Regions from separate parts of the Zea mays genome. Here regions 2 and 3 are each linked to region 1. The links are chromatin contacts, called in public Hi-C maps. All regions are on one chromosome and are shown on one strand. Each heading gives the region's core, a stretch centred on a gene start, on an enhancer-like site or on the middle of the called end of the contact. The rest is flanking DNA. Distances are from core to core; before and after follow the strand shown.

Region 1 (2,700 bases), core at 99-2,598:
AGAAAAAAAATCCATTAGAGACAACAGACTTATTTATAACGGTTTTTTGCCTCGACCATCGTAGATAAACTCCTTGTTTATAACGGCTTTTAAAAAACCGTTATAAATAACGCAGATTTATTTATGACGGCTTCAGCTAACCGACGTTAAATAAGCTAGACTTATTTACAACGCTTTTTTAGCTAACATAAATAAGTCACTTATTTGCTCATATAATTTGTTTTCTGTTTATTTCACAATACTCACAGAATACACATAATTCTAACGGTACACAGAATGCACAGGAATTCACACAATACACATAATTCTTACAAATACAAGTTCATATTTATAGAACATAACTTTACCAATTATATAGTCATGTAATATTAAGTCCTTAGTGTGTTACACCCATACAATACAATTCCAAATTCATACTACCGAGTCTCATGCACATAAGAAACTACAAAGTTTATACGAATGAGTCTACATTGAAAGATTGTAAGGAAAAATAGAATCTGGTCCATTTGTTTAAGTAAATTTGGTGTTTGATGATCAATATAATCGGTGAACTAATGATTTGCAAGTGTTTGTGTTTTATAGTTCACATGACGTAAAGTAGATTGGACTAATGCTATGAGGAAGCAACACCTAAAAAAGACCTAAAAGACTCAGAAGACATACAAATACTCAGCACAAGTCTAACATAAGACCAAAAGAGCCTAAGAGAAGAAGCTAGAAGAATCAAAGCCTGAGCTATTGGCTAGTTGTAATACTCAAAATGTAAATAATATAAAGTGAGGGATTTCCTTTGAATATTTTGCCATCTACTCATTTCAATATGGGAATATCCTTATTTAAGAGAACAAATATCTAATAAAACACTCTATGCATCATGTTGGAGTTTTTGTTTTCTTGTGCATTTAAATAATATTAGTAGGAAATTCAACAAAGAAGATGATAATAGGAATTAGCCCTAGATTGAAATTTGGGTTTGAAAATGCAAAAGATGGAAGAGAGAGATACTATGATAAATACATAATTTTGGCTATGTATTTAAACCATTAAATGGGTGGTGAAATACTTTATATGATTATTCATGTTGAAAGGTATATATTTGAGAGCATTTGTCTAAATGGAATAAATAATAAAAATATATTAATTGCAACATAATAGATTCTTATTGTGCATTTTGTTTGAAATGGCAATTCAAACTCAGATTCAAAATTGAATTCAATTTAGAAAACAGAAAATAAAACAAAGAAGAAAAGAAAATGCAACAACCTGCTATTGGGCCACATATGTCCTCTGGTCGACCCACTTCCCCAACTCACTCCAGCCTCCCACGCTGTGCGCGTTCTGGGTTGCCGGTCAAGTGGGGCCCACGCAGCAGCCTCCCCACCGCGCGCGCCCGGGCTGGCATGCTCGTCGCTGACACTAGGACTAGGATGTCAGCCCTAGCTCTATCCTCCTGAGCAGAGCTCCGCGGTCGCACAGTCGCCCCATCTATCCCCGTTCATCCAGAGTTCTGGCCCTGCGTCTCTGCTGGTGGGACCACCAGTCTGGCCAAATTCCTCTGCGCCATGGCTCCCTGTCTGAGCTCCGCGCGCGCGGCAACAAAATGCGACCGAAATTCTTGCCGGCTGCGCTATTGTAGCGGGTTGTTAGCGGCCAAAACTGAGTATAAAACACTCGCCCCTCTTCTTGCGCCATGGAACTACCGGGTTGTGCCCTGAGCTAAACGCAGAGAGAGGCTGGAGAGGGCGCCATGGGGAGAATCCGGTATCGCCATCTCTTCGGCAGGGGCATATAGCCTAGGAACACCGCGTCTCATGTCGAACACGTTCGTGGAGGTGGTGGGCTCTAACAGATGTGGTGGGGGAACAGATTGCCACCGGAGCATTTCCTCTCCGCAAATCCGCACCACGTCATGGTCGGGGTGACTGCGCGCTAAATCCTTGGTGAGTAACCTTTGATCCGTGTCGCCGATTACTCCTCTTCATATTGCATCTATCGGATTTTGCTATAGTGCGCTTGGGACCGAAAACGCGGTGCTCCGGCTATGGCGCCGCCGCCCCTGGTGACCAGCGCTACCGTGTCCTACTGTTGATTGGGGGGGAACAGGAGCCGTTGGTTGTCTGATGGACAGCTCGAATTACCCCAGGGATACCGCTTTGGTGGAATTGAAATCGCGACCGTTCGATTTTGATCCTGCGCGAGTGAAGCATCGGCACTGTTTTAAAATCATGACCGTCCGATCAGAATCGGACAGTGCGGGCTGCGTACCGGTTCAGTGAGCCAAGATCTAATCCCGGCCTTCGATATTTGATCGGACGGTCGAAGTCTATCAATACCCCTTCGCCGTGACCTTTAGCTAAAGAGCCCCTGAAATATTCATGAATCAACCCGCAGTCCCCGCGGGAGTAGTCTGAGTTTGGTAGGCTTTTGTAATTTTAACCCCGGGCTTCTATGTATTAGTGTGCTTAGTCCAGCGACTTAAGAAAATAGGAAAAACAAATAATAAAATACTTTTTTAGCACAAAAATAATTCTAGAACTTGTGTAATTCCTAGAACATCCATTTTTGCTCCAAATTGACCCATTCCAGTTGCAATAATTTTGTATTAATATTGTCTATCAACTAGTAACACTGTTTAATCATGAAACTTGAATTAAAATTGTTCATTGGAAATAATCTAGTCTAGGTGCTTAATAATTTCGG
Region 2 (2,700 bases), core at 69-2,568, 340 kb after region 1:
CGAGGTCGTGGGATCGAGAACCGCAAAGATCGGAGTTATGGTTACAGAGTTATGATTTATGGGAGATCTATGTGGTCCAAATATTAAACTATATTATAAATTGATTAGTATACACCATATGAGAGAATATTCTATGAATAATTAACTCAACCTTAATCTTAATTATAACTTGACTAAAGATCTTATGTTAATCAAATTATAATTATGGATAGGTTAGCTTTGGTTTAGAAAAGTTAATCTAGTAGACATAGGATAAATAAATATCTAACTATAAAATATGCAATATGGTATAATTAATATTTTTACTGCATAATAAATATTCACATGAAGCTAGCGCGACTTGAATGGACCAAATTTTTATACCCTAAAATTAGTCCAGGGGTGAATCTGCAAATATCCAATTAAACCCTATTTATTTTAATTATAATAAGGATGGCGGGTTTATTATAACCAAACAGAGGGGCTCTTCATAAAATTTGCCGCGTGAAGGGGTATGAAGTGAGCTCGGTCGTTGGATTAGATTCGGACAGCCAAAGATCTAATCAGAACTGGTAGACCCCGGTGGCCGTAATATCTGAGAGCAACGGCTGAGATCCTAAATAACAGAAATCGCCAGTCGCCCGATCGATCCAAAATCAACGGCTCACACAACACCACGAACCGGTAAGAGATCGATCTAATCGCCATGGTTGATACCTGATCCAACGGCTACGACGCGATCCCCTACCCATCTCTCCTTACCGCAGACCAAACACAGCGGCGCCGCCCGAAGGGCGCACCGGCGACAAGCCACCCATGAACCGATGCCCTAAGCTCTAATTCTACCGGTGCCACGCGACGAGGAGGACAAGGCAGACTCAGATGAGGACTACTTACCGATGGTTAGGCTGCAACATTCCTTTCCCACAGGGACATGCGATCCATGGTGGATCCCAACTTCTGATGAGGAATTGCGACAGCGCCAGAGGTCGTTCCAATCCCACGACGCAATGCCAAGCATCCAAACGGGCCAGTGATTAACCTTATCTCCCAGCCAACCAGCAACTCACAATCGATGGCGGCACGGAGCGACTTCCTCTGTGCTCTCCCCCATGGAGGCTCTCAGCTCTCACGATCGCGCGACGTTAGCGGGACGAGATGCAGAGGAGTATGGGGAGCTGACTTAAGTACCCGGGAGGATCATGTAGTGGCTCGGGAAAAAGGGGAAGAGGGTTGAGGGAGATGCGGAATTCACAGGCGGGAGATCGGCGAAGTCTGTTGGGAAGACGCTCCTCATGACTCGGCCCCACCGCATAGCGACCGGAAGACGACCCTGATGACCCGGCCCCACCAGTTAGCGGTTCAATGGGTCTAAGGGCATGTACAGTGGTGTTTAATGTGGTGGCTCTTAAGGTGTTTTAGGGGGTTATTTGCAAAAAAATCTTATAGCCGTCTCTCCGTGAAGAGACGCCTCTGGCTCGTAAACCAAGTAACAACAGACACCTCACTTCCCACTGTACGAATTTGTCGTCTGTTCTATCGATCTGATGCTATACAAATACATTTAATTCTGTATTTATTAACAGACTATATTTAGAGACACTCCATTGTACAATAGAGTCTCTTAGTTGTCTCCTGTGCTTGAGAACCGTTTTGGTGTCTCTCCACTGTACATGCCCTAAGGCAAGCGCGCAAGGGCGAGTTGGAGAGTGGGGAAAGAAGATCTACAGAGTTTGGGTGTTTGACTAACGAAGTGGTCCCACCTGGCAGTGCCTCCGAGAGGAGCCAACCCAAGTGCAGATGGTGGCCGGCCGAGGGGCCCAACACGTAAGCGAGGCGCACAGGTGAGTGGATCTGGGCAGAGGGACCCACAATGCAGCGGCACATGGAGGGGAAGCGCGCAGTGGGTGGCAGACACTAGGCCGAGCCAAGGATCCGAATTCGGCCCACGCGCTGGCATGCCCCATTGGGTTATCTTTTCTTTTTCTTTATTTCTATTTTCTTCGTTGTTTTCTAATTTAAATCTAAAAAATTCGAATTTCTATTATAAATTCAAATGCACATTTCAGAAACTTCCAGTAAAACATAATTGTTTAGTTTATTTATTTATGCTAAAATGTTTTCAGTTATGAAAACCACACCTTCTCCTTTTTCTTTTCTATTTAAATTCAAATTCAGATTTTTCTAATTTGGATTTAGATTCTAGCTTGGGGTTTCATGCCCAAAAGTTCCTGGTGCAATCAACTCTATATGATATGCAATGTTGATATTATTTTATTTATTATTCTATTTATCATTGCCTTTTAAATGTGTAATTCCCACATATTTATCTCAAGAACAATAGTTTTATATTTTATGATCTCCATAAAGAAAATGCCCTAACATATGTCTTAAAGTGATCATCAATACTACTATTTGTAATATTTTTATTTTATTTTTTCCTTCCTATTATTCAATTATGGAAGAAATCATTTTCTTTCTTTTTACTCAGTTTCTGTTTTCTATTTTCATTTATAATTTGAGGTTGAATAAAATGTATCCTAACATAATCTTAAGCATGGGATGCACATTCCTATTTGTTTATGGATTAATCGACTAATAATACTCCATTAATTGGCTATGAAGATAGAAGGGTCCAAATAAATTTCCCAAAGTTTCAAAAATCCTCAAATATATTTTATCATTTTTTTTCTTTGACCAATTTTGGGCTGTACACAAAAA
Region 3 (2,700 bases), core at 46-2,545, 330 kb before region 1:
TCTTGAATGTCCTAGAGAGATCAATGACGCCATTGGTACGACTGAGCCACTTTTGTACTAGTCCAACAGCATGAAACAAGAAAAGTCGAGGCCCCGTTTTGACAACAAAGCTCATTACCTGGCCCATGTCAAGGCGGCCCTTGTAAACGCGCCCAAACCCTCCCTCCCCAATGAAGCATTCATCTCTAAAGTTCTTCGTTGCGGCTGCAAGCTGGCGGAAGGTGAAGGTCTGAGCAGAGATGACATTGCCACTGGCGTCCCTGAGTACTGAAAGCTCCTTCTTCGAGCCAGCATTGCCTTTAGCTCGTGTCTTGTCGGCCCCTGCACATATGCATTGTCTACATGATCATGCAGATCAAGACAGTCATACCCCAGCAACTCAGCAAGCAAGCAAATATACTAATCATAATAGAAAACATATCCCGGTCTCTAATCAACGGATTATCATCACGTTTCTGAATTTGGAGATACAAGTCGATACCTTTCCCCCCTTCTAATAATACTGTAAAAAGATCTGAAGGAAACACAGAATCGTTCCTGTCATTTCCCTCAATCACATCAACATGCACAAGAATCAGCCGCTCCATTCGTACCAACCCAACCACCGCGAAGAGACTAACACGGAGCATCAAACCTCGGCCGGATCCGGTTCCGATCCCAACAACAAACCAAGCGGAAGGATCCCAGTTCTCAGGGAGAGACGGAGACGCGCATAAACAACACGCACCTGCGGGGCCCCTCTGAGCACGCGGCGGCGCCACCACGGCCTCTTCTACCCGGCCGCCTCCACCACCAGCTGCAGCGGACGAGGACGAGGACGCGGTCGCTCGCCCACCACCGCCATTGCCTCCGCCGGGGCCCTTGGATCCGTAGTACTTGAGCTCCTCCTCGCGCGTGGAGCCGAAGCACGGGAAGCAGCCCATCGCCGGTGCCCGGGGCGAGCTACCACCAGCAATCAATAGCTCACCGCGGCGCCGCAAGACGAACCCGCATTTCCGCACCGACAAGCGGCTGCGCTCCTGGTTGACGGGGTGGGGGAGGGCGGCACGGATCAGGGAGGCCGGGGGGAGGCGAACAAGTGGGGATTGGGAGGTGGAGGAGACGTGTGGGCGGTGGCGTCGGCTGCTTTGGGCAGCAGCAGCTGCTTATAGCAGAGCAGGCACGGCAGGATGCTCGGGCTCAAGGTCCAGGCTCCATGGGGTTGGTAGGACGGAAACGGGAAAGCGTGGGACGGAAACGGGAGGTTAGGAGAGACTTCACTGTCACTTTACAAGGATTTTCTGAAAATTATTCTGCGATCTAGGTTGCCCCTTTTGAAACAAATATCTGTGTCCAACAAGCACGTGTTATGTTTTTTTGCCTGTTATTTTCCATGGTAGATAGTAAACGTTCCTTAAGTTTAGCATTACAATATTGAATCTTATCATCCATTTAATATAGACATAGAAATTAAGGATTAAAACGATTATTATTTTCGAACAGATGGAGTAACTATTTATATGTGAATTAACAGAATACTAGCAATTGCACTGATGGTTTGAGGAATAAATTGTTGAGCAGCAACATGCAAATGGAGTACAGCCCATGTCCAAATCAGATGTCGGCTCTTTCACACGCGCTACTTTTTTTTTGTCTGAGGTGGCTGCAGAGTACTACTGATTTTGTATCGACTAATTATTTTAACCGTCCAGTTGACTTGAGATATTTGGTTTCTATAGACTAATTAGTCTCTTTATTTTATTCCATTTTAGTCATAAATTGTTAAATATAAAAACTAAAATATAGTTTTGATTTTCATATTTGTTAATTTAAGACTAAAATATAATAAAATAAAGAAATTAAAATTAGTTACTAGAAACCAAACACCTCTTTATATCTGCTCACTATAATAAGTGATTCTCCCTATTTAAATATATATATATATATATATATATATTAATATCTATTGTATTCTACATGTTTAGTCTATTTTATTTTTAACTAAAAATACGCAAACAGATTTGTGTATCTGGCGTGGTGAAGACCCCTGCGACCCATTCAATATCGACTACCTATTAATCCTTCCGCATAATTAGATATTAAAAATCGGTAATCACGTAGTAGTTATATAGGAAATTGAATCTCCCATATCATCCAGTCAAACCTAGGAGATCATACGTATCGTTACATTCCTTTTCTCACTCCCATCAATCGCGCGATTGCTCTTTTGATATAAATTATTCTCATTACACCTCGCCGTTCGCCTATTGTTTCGATCGGTACTGAAGTGCATAATAAAACTCCACCCTTAATCCGCCATAATCAGAAAATAAAGGGGGCTATTTGGTTGTATACATAAAGAGCATCTCTAAGGACTCTCATTTTTTGACTCTATTTAACTCTCCATCTCCATAAAAATTACATTTTGTATGTAGCATCTAATTACCTCATTCCATACTTATAAGTTGTTGAAATATTAGGCATTTTTTAGATTAAATTCCGAATATAAATCATGATCAACAATAAATAGTCTAGGTGTCTGTTCCACAACAAATAACCTAACAGCTTACCTAAGAGCATAATCATAAAAATGCAACATACCTCTACCATAACAGATGAACTGAAGTATAAGGTCAAATCAGATGATGTGTACTGGTCAGACATACTGGTAGACGACGCGGGCCGGAAGCAGCAGGGTCAACGACGTCGAAGCAGCGGGGC

Evidence for each region. A called contact is a pair of places that touch in the nucleus more often than the background predicts.
Region 2: a contact with region 1 is called in a Hi-C map of leaf, with 8 times the contacts expected there. The contact joins two enhancer-like sites. A contact is called at or near these places in 4 of 25 Hi-C or Micro-C datasets (bundle sheath, endosperm, leaf and 1 more).
Region 3: a Hi-C map of endosperm shows a contact between it and region 1, with 4 times the contacts expected there. The contact joins the promoter of LOC100281460 here to the enhancer-like site in region 1. A contact is called at or near these places in 3 of 25 Hi-C or Micro-C datasets (bundle sheath, endosperm and tassel).

The regions. Positions count from the first base shown.
Region 1 is chr2:69,365,188-69,367,887 of Zm-B73-REFERENCE-NAM-5.0, forward strand. No RefSeq gene overlaps it. Among protein-coding and RNA genes, the nearest start is that of LOC100284396, 72 kb to the right of the region's middle. Within about 2 kb of position 1,349, at least 18 of the 20 cell types and tissues checked have an H3K27ac peak or open chromatin away from gene starts, as enhancers often do. A contact at or near this core is called in bundle sheath, endosperm, leaf and 1 more, where this site is marked.
Region 2 is chr2:69,700,408-69,703,107 of Zm-B73-REFERENCE-NAM-5.0, forward strand. No RefSeq gene overlaps it. Among protein-coding and RNA genes, the nearest start is that of LOC100282506, 110 kb to the right of the region's middle. Within about 2 kb of position 1,319, at least 18 of the 20 cell types and tissues checked have an H3K27ac peak or open chromatin away from gene starts, as enhancers often do. A contact at or near this core is called in bundle sheath, endosperm, leaf and 1 more, where this site is marked.
Region 3 is chr2:69,032,481-69,035,180 of Zm-B73-REFERENCE-NAM-5.0, forward strand. It overlaps LOC100281460 (serine/threonine-protein kinase NAK), which reads right to left and starts at 1,296. Exons shown (of 5, transcript NM_001154378.3): 1 at 728-1,296; 2 at 119-321. The coding sequence starts at 923.